2 separate regions of the Mus musculus genome follow, and region 1 is linked to region 2. The links are chromatin contacts, called in public targeted proximity ligation maps. All regions are on one chromosome and are shown on one strand. The core of a region is the stretch at or near the end of the contact, and the rest is flanking DNA. Distances in the headings are between cores, read along the strand shown. Region 1 overlaps Tjp2 (tight junction protein 2). Region 2 holds the start of Fam189a2 (family with sequence similarity 189, member A2).

Region 1 (5,757 bases), core at 611-3,110, 150 kb after region 2:
TGTGTCAAGTTGACACAAAACTAGCCAGTACAGAAGGGTTAACTACAATATGAGAAAATTTATATAGCAAGAATAATAATGACAATGTTAATAAACTGTCAAGGGGCCGGGCAAGGGTGATGCAGGCCTTTAATCCCAGCGTTCAAGAGGCAGAGGCAGGCAGATTTCTGTGAGTTTGAGGCCAGGCTGGTCTACAGAGTGAATTCCAGAACAGCCAGGGCTACACAGGGAAACTATGTCTTGAGAAACAAACAAACAAAAATCTGTCAATGAGAATGAACACAAGTTTTATCTAACCTATGATCACATTAATAAAGCATGAAAAATATGTAAGAAAAAGAAAGTATACTTGGAAAATGTTTTGATGACAGCATTATGAATAGAGTTTTCCTCTTAAAATTACAGTCAATGGGGGCTGGCGAGATGGCTCAGCAGGTAAGAGCACTGACTGCTCTTCCAGAGGTCCTGAGTTCAAATCCCACAACCACATGGTGGCTCACAACCATCCGTAATGAGATCTGATGCTCTCTTCTGGTGTGTCTAAAGACAACTACAGCATACTTATTCATAACAATAAATAAATCTTTTTTTTTTAATTACAGACAATGCTTCTGTAGTTTGTAAATTATGACTTATTAAGTCTCTGAAATAGATTAGTTAAAATAAATCTGTGTCAGCACACTGGAAGTAGAATGGATCTCTTGAGTTGCAGGACAGCCTGGTCTCCATGGTGAGCTTCAAGTCAGACAGGGCTACAAAGTAAGACCCCATCTCAAATAAATAAATAAAATAAAATAAAATAACTCAAACAAACATAACAAACTTAATGCACTTAGTCAGATTTCCTATGGAATGTTAAGATTTTTCTCACCAGCAGAGAGAGAGGGTTCTAAGAAAGAAACCAGATCATACTAGCTGAAGTAGAAAAGTCTCCAGTTCAAAGTCGGCCTGAACTATACAGCCAGTTCTAGGAAAACCTAAACAGAAAAAGGGGGGTGAGGTGGGGTTAAAGTGCTTGCCTAGTTTGTATCAGCATCTAGCCCAGTAATGAAAGAAAAAGTAAGTTAAGATTTGAGATCTATATGCAGAGATATTCTGTACCACACACACATACAGAGAATATATTTATATACATATGTATCTATGTGTGTATATACTTACAACATGGTTACCTAGTTTCTTCAGTTGGAAACAATGTAAACTCACACTGAAAAGTCTCTAGGCTGCTCTCTGCACCTAAGGCAGATTGGAATCATACAGACCCACCCCTCCCACAAACATTTTTTAAATGCCTACCCTATCCCCTAGGGTAGGCAGAGAGAGATAAGGACAACTTATAACAGAAAGCTGCCTACAGTATGATGAAGAGAAAGATAAACACACAAAAGATGACAAATGACAGAGTCAAAAGAATTGCCCAAGCAGCAACTAAAGCCCCATATGATCCCTGACACTTCTCAAGAGAATGGCAAACCTCTCTTCCCTCCCTGGGGAACACATCTTCTCTCCTGGCTTCTGCACCCTCCTCACTCCAAACACTAGCCTTTCAGGACAGATTCTACTGCGCCACCCTGCTGCACTCCCCATCCCCTAAAGTTACTTGGGAGTGGGGTGGGGCATCTCCACTTTACTCATTCCTTGTTAGCTGTCACATATTGGTCCTTTTACTCGAAACAGTGGTTAAACTACCCATCTTTGATTCATTTTGTTTTCTTTTGTGGAGAATGGAGACAGGTGATTGGCTATCTAGCTTTCTAAATCCTACATTCCTAAAGAACTGTTTACTTGAACAGTGGAACTTGTAGTTCTTGCCTAACCTGTCCGCCCTGATAGAATAATGACTTATTTCCTCCTCTCCCATCTCCACGGTGCTAGAGACAGAACCTGGGGCCTCACAAGCACATTCCTAACAGACATATACCCGACCTGAGCTACATCCTCAGGCGTTAGAACTTTGAGGTCCTCATTCGAATCAACGTCAGAGATGAACAGAGATGGGCACAACCCCAGCACAAAGAATCATGAAGTAACCCCGTATTTCTGCAAATATGAGCAAGATATAACATGTGTGTGTGTGTGTGTCAATGAAATCCAGTTTTTTTGCACACGAGCTAGAAATTTAAAAATAGAGATGGAGAATCAAGAAAGTAAACAAACTAAAAAATTATAATCCATGATAAATACCAAGAGAAAGCCAGAGGAAGGGAGACGATCTAATTCCCAAAGTGAAGCCGTTATGTCATACATAATGGCCTAAATTCAACAAAAAATTACACGGTATATGGCTGGAAAATACTTGTTGGTTATATTTTAATTGATGTAGTCTGTTGTGATTTCACACCTGTTAGAAAATATGCTCAGTAGGACTTCAGCTTATATATCATGACTAGAGTTAAAAAGAAACTCAAAACTTTTCAGATTTTATAGATTTTATTTTTATTCTGTGTGTGAGAGAGAGAGACAGAGAGAGACAGAGACAGAAAGACAAGAGAGGCAGAGAGACAGACAGAGAGAGCCGGACAGAGAGACAACAGACATGAATGCAGTGCCCTCAGAGGCCAGAAAAGGGCATCAGATCCCCTGGGGCTGAAGTTAAATGTGGCAGTGAGCCCTCTGATATATCCTCTGTTAAGAGTAATACATGCTTTTAACTGCTGAGCCCCCAAACCTTGTGATTTAAAAAAATTACTCCTAGTGTCTAAAAATAAAGCATATTATCTATTAAGCGGTGAAAACTTCTGTCTATGGGCTAGAGAGATGTCTCAGTGATGAATAGTACTTGGTGCTCCTGTAGAGGACCTAAGTTCAACTCCCACAACCCACATGGCAACTCACAACCATCCAGAACTGCAGTGGACCTGATACCCTCTTCTGCCCCCCAAAGACGGGCACATAGTAGTACACTTAGATACATACATGTAGGCAAAACACTCATATGCATAAACTAAGATGAATACATTCTTTTTTAAACTTAAGAGAGAGAGAGCTGGAGAGGCAGCTCAGCAGTTAACTAGCACTGGCTGCTCTTCCAGGGGTCCTGAGTTCAATTCCCAGCAACCACACGGTGGCTCACAACCATCTGTAATGGGATCTGATGCCCTTTACAGGCGTTGACACAGACAGAGCAAAGAAAGAAAGAAAGAAAGAAAGAAAGAAAGAGAGAGAGAGAGAGAGAGAGAGAGAGAGAGAGAGAGAGAGAGAAAGAAAGAGAGAGAGAGAGAGAGAGAGAGAGAGAAAGAAAGAGGGGAGAGGGAGGGAGAGAGAGAGAAAGCAAGCAAGCAAGCATGTTGAAGAACATTTAAATAAATAAATAACATGTTGAAGAAACTCCAAAAATATCATCAAACGAGTAAAGATGGGAATCACCCACAGACAGTTTTACGGAAGTGAGTTTCCAAAAATACTTTGGGAATTAATAACAATCAAAAGGGAAAACATTATGAGATCATCTTTTATTTTTATTTTTGAGATTACGTGTTTTTATTGTGGAATATCTCGAAACCTGCCTCTTCGGTGCCTGCCCTGGACCCAGCCTCACTGTCTCCCCTCCCCTCCAGTTCCCCTGGAAGCCAAGAGGATCTTTGTCTTGGGAAAGGGAGATCCTGCTGGTTTTCTTGTTTAAAGACCTGAGAGGTCACCAAGCACTCATAAAGTCACCAGTCTAAACTTAGATTTAGAAGTGGGACCCTTGGGAGCTGACGAGGTGGCTCCCTGGATAAAGTGCCTGCCACACAAGCAGAAAGACAGAGCCCTGGTACCCACGTACGTGTCAATCCCGGCACAGACGTGAGGAGGGGATGCCCGGACAAGCTAGCTAACTAGGCAAAGTCAGCAAGCTGTGAGCCCAGTAAGAAACAGCTCAGTAAATAAGGTAGAAAGTAATCCAGGAGGAAACCTGACATCAACCTCTGTCCCTACACCACACACACACACACACACACACACACACACACACACACACACACACGTCTGCATACATCATACACATACAAATTCACACATGGACATGCAAAATAAATAAATAAATAAATAAATAAAGTGGTATCCTCATAATGGGATGAGTGGACTCATTGGCATTTTGCCCCTACCCACCTCATCCTGAGGAAATGCTATGTTAAAAAATGAAGTCTCACCAGGCATGGTGGTGCACACCTTTAATCCCAGCACTTGGGAGGCAGAGACAGGCGAATTTCTGAGTTCGAGGCCAGCCTGGTCTACAGAGTGAGTTCCAGGACAGCCAGGGCTACACAGAGAAACCCTGTCTCGAAAAACAAAACAAAACAAACAAACAAAAGGAAGTCTCTTCCAGCCAGCCAAAACAGAGAGGGTCTTCATCAAGAAATGAATCTAGGGAGACTGGAAGGACGGCTCAGCAGTTAAGAACACTGGTTGCTCTTAAAAGGGACCTGGGTTCAGTCCCCAGCACCCACATGGCAGCTCCCAACCCCTGCAACTCCAGAGCACCCTTCTCTAGCCTTCAAGGGCATTCACTGCACACATGCAGGTAAAAACACAAACTAATAAAATTACATTAAAAAAATTTAAAAGAACAGAATTATCCAGCATGCTGATCTTGGACTGCCTCATCTCCAGGACTGAGAAACATCTGAGCCTTGAGTCCCCTACCTCCAGTGCACAGTAGCTTGCTACAGCAGCCAGATCCAAAACAACCTCCAAGGTCCGCATGAGGCCACCCCATCTTCTCCAACCTCACGGGCAAGCTCACTGCCCGCAATCACGCTTGGATTTCTTTGTGGCTGTGGCTTCTGATTCTCTGCCCCAGTCATTCATGTTCCAGAATCTTCTCGCTGGACCTGGACCTTTCCTCCTCCGTCCGTCCTTCCTTCCTTCCTTCCTTCCTTCCTTCCTTCCTTCCTTCCTTCCTTCCCTCCCTTCCTCCCTCCCTCCCTCCCTCCCCCCTTCCTTTCCCTTCCCCTTTCCTCCTTCTTTTGCTTTGTGTTTGGAACACAAGCACCCAGCCTGGCTTACAACTTGTGATCTTCTTCCTGCCTCAGTCCTCCACATTTACAGATGGGCATGGCTGGCGTCCTGCCCCGATTCCTTTCTCTGCCTCAAGTAGGAAGCGCCGCTTGAGTGGATACCAGCAAGCACTGCCCAGAGTAGAGATCTAAGTTATAGATACAGTTAATAGAGTCTAATAAATAAACCATTCTGGAACATAGGACCAGTATGAAAAGGCCCGGAGCCCTGGGTGGTCTGGCTAGAGAAAGTTCAGTCGAAGGAGCACAATAGAAAGGTCGCCGCCAAAGAAAGCAAAGGAGCCGATTAGCCACGTCTCCCTCTTCTGAGCTACATTGTTATCACTGGCAATGCATCACCATGAATGCTATCGCTGTGATGAAAAGATGTTGTAAGTACCAAGTAGTCAGACTCACAGGGATAACTTCTTAGCAGAGGATACCTTTCCACCGCCTCCTCCTCCGCCTCCCCGCCGGAAATATCCCAATCCCAGCATGCACCGCTTGGTGTTAAGGATCAGTAATATTTCTGAGTATGATGAGTTCAGTTGACCTCAAAATTGACAAAAGAAGCCAGGCGGTGGTAGCGCACACCTTTAATCCCAGCACTTAGGAGGCAGTGACAGGTGGATTTCTGAGTTCGAGGACAGCCTGGTCTACACAGTGAGTTCCAGGTCAGCCAGGGCGATACAGAGAAACCCTGTCTCCAAGAAAAAAAAAAAAAAAGTGACAAAAGAATTGATTCTGCAGTTCAGATTCGGCTTTGGCCTAGGCAGTT
Region 2 (6,098 bases), core at 2,843-5,342:
TGGTGGCTCACAACCATCTGTAATGAGATCTGACACCCTCTTCTGGTGTGTCTGAAGACAGCTACAGTGTACTTACATATAATAAATAAATCTTTAAAAAAAAAAAAAGAAGTTATTCAGTCCTGAAAGACCTTACGTTGTTATAATGACCCCGTGAGTGTGTGTGTGTGTGTGTGTGTGTGTGTGTGTATGTATGTATAGACATATATATGAATATATATGTATGTATATAAACTGTCCAGAGTAGAAGTAATCTACAGGGCCAGAAAGTAAGGAAGTCAGTGGTATCTGGACAGAGGGGTGAGGATGGGGAGAGAAAGATCTGGGGGTGATGAGAAAGAATTTCCTAAAACCCATTTTGGTGGTGGCTGTGCCCCAGTGAACTCACTGGAAACTCCCAGACAATTCTGGTGACATGGTAACCTGTCAGGCATGCAGGCTACAGCTCAATAAAGCTGGGTCATTGAGTTGTTTCCATTTCTCCAGTCCTCAAGTCAAAAATTTTCATCATTTTTCATAAAAACCTTCCTTCAGCCATCTGAGTTGGTTGTATTGTGCCATTAGGCCCCTTCTTTGAAATGTACACACAAGTGTGAAATGCTGAAGTTGCACATTTGTAATTTCTCTTAGAATAACTCAGTGTGTTGAGGCGGGGAGTAGTGTCAGATATTCAGATGTTCTAGCTCCCGAGGCTGACGATGGGTCAACACACAGGGTCATTACATTCTCCTTTCTACATTCATTAAAACTTCAATTTTTTTTTCATAATGAAATGTTAAAAGTAGAAGGATCACTTTTATGAAATCTCTTAATCTCTGTTTCTCTGTCTCTGTCTGTCTGTCTGACTGTCTCTCTCTCTCCCCCTCTCTCTCTCCCTCTTTTAATACACACACTGAAATTTTTATACATGAAAGTACAATGATGTAATACTGAGATTTTCAAAATAACATGGCTATTTTAATCTGCCAAATGGACCAGGAGCACAAAGGACTTAATTCCTGCGTGACATTCCTTGCTCTGGGGTCTATCAGGACACATGGGACCAGTGGCTGAGCCTAGGAGGGGTGCAGATGAGACCACCATTCCAGAGGCTGGGGAGGGGGGCTGTGGTTGTGTTATACACTGTCTGTATAAGCCTACTGCTTCTCCTAATACAGGATTGCTTTTAAATAGAGCTCTCTCACCTACATGAGTTTAAAACACAGTACAAGTGTGGTATTTTTCTTCCTAAAACACCAAGAGAATGGATGGTATCTACTGACAGCTGCTTAAACCCTTACACTCTGCTGTTCTGAAGATGCAGTTAATATTCACTGGTCCTGTTGACGACCTGCAAGTTCTGAAGTTGACCTTAGGAACAGGTCACACATACACAAAGAATGAACGGCAGTTCCAGGTCTGAGTACTGACCTGGGGACATAAGCATAGGATAGACTATGGCTTACAGAAGTGACCCATTCAAGTCCAAATCCTAGATTCCTTCTTGGGTCTGATTGGCTTGTGCCTGAGGGCAAGGCCAGCCAGTGGCAAGCCCAGGTACCATCCTGCGCATTCCAGTTTACCATCCTGCCTGCGTATTCCGGTTCGTGAGCTTTGCTTTCCTTCTCATCAAATCCCACTGTGGCTTCATTGACATCTAAGTGTATTTACTTACCTTGGAAAGAATCCACAATTGCAAACCAATTTCAGACTTTAATTTTAGAGAAAAGCAAATACATTGTGTGTGTGTGTGTGTGTGTGTGTGTGTGTGTGTGTGTGTGTGTGTGTTGTGTGAATAGTTTTTAGTATGTCTGTATGTATGTGGTGGCAGAGAACGACACTGGGTACGCTCTCCACCTTATCTTATTTTTAGAGACTGGGTGTCTTATCCGTTTGGTTAGCCTGACTAGCCAATGAACTTCAAAGATCCACTGCATCCATCTTCTTCCGACCCCACCCCAGGCACTGGGGTCCAGGCACCCCTCTCCCCAAACCCAGCTGTTTGGGTGGGTTCCAGGGATCCACACCCAGGCCCCCACATTTACACAGCACACATTTTACTGAGTGGGTCATCTCCCTAGCACCTCCCACAAACATTTTTTTTTAATAAACTAGCTATCTTGAGAGAACATGGATTATGATTTTACAAAAAGTAAATCCATAAAATACAAACAAGATTCTAACCCGGGGTACTTAAGAAATGCAGCAGCCATTTGAATGACAAGCCTGGCAGGAGGCAGGGGAGGCACTATTCTCAATCGACACCCTACACTTCAGAGTATTCCAGAATGCTCACAAAGATAGCAGCAGAGTTCAGGGTCAGAACAATAGAGTGGAACTCTCTTTACCTAATACTTAAGTTCTGGACTTCACTTTCTATAGCACAATAGGATTGAGGTCCCAACAGAACCATTTAGCAAAGGTCTTTAGAGGAAGTAGAGATTGATACCAGGTACTACAAAATTCTGGGTTAGGCCAGAAAAACGTTATGTTCTTAATGTTCCCACTTGAACAATTACACTAGGTTCAATATGTTCTCGTACTTTAATAAAAAAAAAAATTGGTCTTGACTCTGGGTATGTTTTAACCAGTAGAGCACAAACTGTGGGCTCACTGAAGATCATAGAAAAAGCTATAGACACTGTAGGGCTTTTATAGAAAGGTCATTTGCCGTTCTCATCCTCCACAGTCCTTGCACAAGGACCTGCTTCCAAGTCTCCAGGCCCCTGGCAAACCTCAAGGGGTTATGGATGCCTTAAAAGTTGTGACACCGTTCGGAGGCAGGGATGAGTAGCCATCCATCCAGTCTACAAATGCTTGCTCACTGGCAACCACTTTTCTCAGAGGCCGGGCTTCCCTATGCCCCATTGGCCAAGGAGGCGGGGCCAGGCGCCAGGGTAGGACAGACATCCCCAGCTAGCTGCGCCAACTTCTGGAGTTCTGGGGTGTGCATCCGTAATGACAGGTTCTGTTTCTTGAGCATCCACTTCTGCAGAGCAGCTTTGGTGACTCCAGGAACCCACCCAGGGTCTGAGCCCTTCTTTAATGACCAGGTATAAGTCATCAGTCACAGGCAACCTCCTATTACCTCGGAGCTCCTCAGGGTTCAGTCATCCAACTCCAGATAATCTTTCATTTATCCTTGTCTTAATGAAGAATAAAAACAAGTCAACCAACCCTCCCCCCTTCACTCTGTCACTCTGTCCATTCCAGAAGTACCCCACCCTGTACGGGTACTGTTGATGTGTCAGTGAGGAAAACCTATCAAAACCCCTGTCCTCCCGGAGTTTGCTTTGCCAATGCAGTATTCAGTGGCCACAAAAAGTTTCAAATTCTTTTTCGCCCATCCTCATGTGAGTCTCTCAGGAGCTTGATACCGTGCTTAATGTTAACTTGACGGAAACAAAATCCTTAACGTGTAAGGGACAGACACTGGCCAGGTGCAATCCAATTCTCCCTTCAACTTGACTGTCTCCCGACACTAACCTCCCACACCCCACCCCCACTTATTGTCGCCTACACTTCAGGTGGCTTTAGGGTCCCCGCTCCCCCAATAGAGGTCAAACAAAAACAATGGAAGGGACCGTCCACAACACACTGCCGCGAGGGTGGGCCCCGCAGAGAGGTACTCTCGGTACTCACCGAGGAGCCAGCCCAGAATGGGCACGAGTTCTTCACCTGCGGCGAGCTGCTCAGCGACAGCGCCCCGAAGCTGAGCGCCACCATGCAGCAGCCCAGGATCAGCTGCAGGAGCCCGAGCGACAGCAGCGGGCGCGCGGGCAGCAGCGCGGAGCCTGGCGCGGCGGGGCGGCGGGACGCGAGCGCCGGCGGCGGGGCCAGCACGGCGGCGGGGGCGCAGCGGGGCCGGGCTGGAGGCTGCAGAGCACCCCGGGGCCAGCGCGGCCGCAGCGGGGGCAGCGGCGGCTCCTGAGCGGCGGCGGCGGTGGCGGCGCCAGGACCCCCGGCCTGAGGTCCGCCCGACAGCCCCGCCACCGGGCAGCAGGAGCCCGGGAGCACCACCGGCAGAGACATGGGCGCGCGGCGGGCGGGCGGCGCAGCCGAGCGGAGGGCGCCGCGCACCGGGCACCCGCGCCGGCGCCGCGCAGGACGGACTGCGCACGGCCCAACCACTTGCTGCCGCGGCCAGCGCCGGCCGCGCCCACGTGCCCCGCGGGGCCCGCCCCCCGCCGTCCCCTCTCGGTCACCCACGGTGACAAGTGCGCCGTTGCCTTGGGGTCACCGGGAAAAGTGTCCAGGGACGGCGGGAACCATGCAGCTAGCGGCTCAACCGTTGTCAGAGTCTGTCTGCAACCGCGGCGCCAAGGGACCCGTGGTGGACCCAGGTCCCTTGAGCTGGCAACCTTTAAATAGGAAAGGAGTCCCTTGTGGTTCTCCTCCTCCACCACGCCCGGAGGAGGGGCTGTGGGCGACCCGACGGGAAAAGGTCCTAGCCCGGAAAGAGGACACTCACTGGACGTTACCGCCCGGGAATGCAATCTGCATCTATGGCTTCTATGGAGAGTTCCCGGCTCTGTCGGTGCAGCTCTGCCGGGAGGGAACAGAGTGCTTTCCCAGCACCAGAGTGGGAACAATAGTGGCCAGGCCAGGTTACCTTGGGAGACACTAGTCAGCAATCACAATGGAAGAGCCCAGGGCGGCCCTGTGCAGTTGGCAGGGGTCACAAGCTCCATCCTTTTAGCTTTGACCGGGAGCTAATTGGCATCACATGATAGAACACAGGCTCCCAAACTTCGCAGGAAATGGTCTAATGAAATCTTAATCTGCCTTGGTAATTTATAATATATGTATCGAACTTTGAGGGGAAAAAAAGCAATTATTCGCCTTTGCACAAAAGTTTCCCCTAATAGAATGTCTAGACGGCTCATGTATCATAGGTAAGAGGGTGATCATGAACTTCTTTTCCAGGTAAGGACAAGAGCAGTGTCGGTTTGCAGCCAGTTGTAGCCCTTGAAAGCTTGGCTTATTGGAAAGGTGAAGGAATCTAATGCCCTCCTGTTGAGTAAAAAGAGAAAAGCAGGTTTGGCCGTGTGTTCTGCTTGCGAAGGCTGTATTGATGCTGAACATTATGTCCCACAATGTGATGTATTAGACATGTGCGGGTGTTTACATACACACTTTTAAAATCATTAAACCACCATGTTTAATAGTACCTGTGACTTCTTTTCTGACTGCTCCCAGGAATAAATGTCAAGGTTGGGGGCAGGGTGTAGTTTGGCTTTTGTTTTGTTTTTAAATGAACACTGAAAATCTGATGTCCCGTGTACTTAAGAACAAAACCTACAATAGATGCTCTTAAATTGCAGGTGAAGACGAGTTTCATCCCTTCAGTGCTGTGATTATAACTTTTATTTTAAACACAAGCTTAAAAGTATTTAATTCTTAAGGCTGGATGACACCCTGCAATACAGTGTGTCTACTTGAGTGTTCAGACATTCTCTCAGCTAAATAAATCTATTTATTCTATTGGCCAGAGCCTGACACCTGAACCATGCCATTAAAAATGCATTCCTTGTGTCTAAGAATGTTTGCATTAGAAGTCAGGATACCCGCTTTCCCTTGGGGATATTTATGAGTAGGATGAGGTTGGGGGAGGTGTGGGTGACAATCTACTTTTCAATGCCAGTGCTAATTACACAGCAAGGGTTACTCTGATAATCTATATGGTTACACTTAGGGTCTTTCTGCTTCTCCGTATTTTTATACTTAAGGATCTTCCTAAAAGACTTCAAATGCCCAAAGCTTTTAGGTGTTATCTCTATGTAGAAACACAAAGTAGCAAAGACAAGTAAAAATCCATAGGGGGTCTTAATCTACCAGATCTACACATTAGAAGGTCACAGGACCTCCCTGGAAACTCCTACTTAAGGGAACTTATTGTTCTGTTTCTCTCCCCCACCCCAACTCTTTTGTTGTTATCGACCTGTATACGGCTGTGAATGTCTTGTTCCTGTTTTCAGAAGCACAAGTCTAGATAAATTGCCCCACCCTTTAAAGTTGCAGCAATTATTGTCCTCTGGTATTTGTGCTTAAGATTCTTGTAACCAGAGCTCGACTGTTCAGACTTCACACCACCACCTGCTTAAGTATTCGGTCATACT

Evidence for each region.
Region 1: a contact with region 2 is called in a targeted proximity ligation map of extraembryonic endoderm stem cells. A contact is called at or near these places in 1 of 484 Hi-C or Micro-C datasets (cortical neurons), 3 of 130 datasets of targeted methods (bone marrow-derived macrophages, extraembryonic endoderm stem cells and pancreatic cancer cells) and 3 of 9 other capture datasets (adipose tissue, liver and pancreatic islet).

The regions. Positions count from the first base shown.
Region 1 is chr19:24,178,766-24,184,522 of GRCm38.p6, forward strand. All of the region lies in intron 2 of Tjp2 (tight junction protein 2), which reads right to left. Among named protein-coding and RNA genes, the nearest start is that of Tjp2, 43 kb to the right of the region's middle.
Region 2 is chr19:24,026,927-24,033,024 of GRCm38.p6, forward strand. It overlaps Fam189a2 (family with sequence similarity 189, member A2), which reads right to left and starts at 4,093. Exons shown (of 11, transcript NM_001114174.1): 1 at 3,622-4,093. The coding sequence starts at 4,011.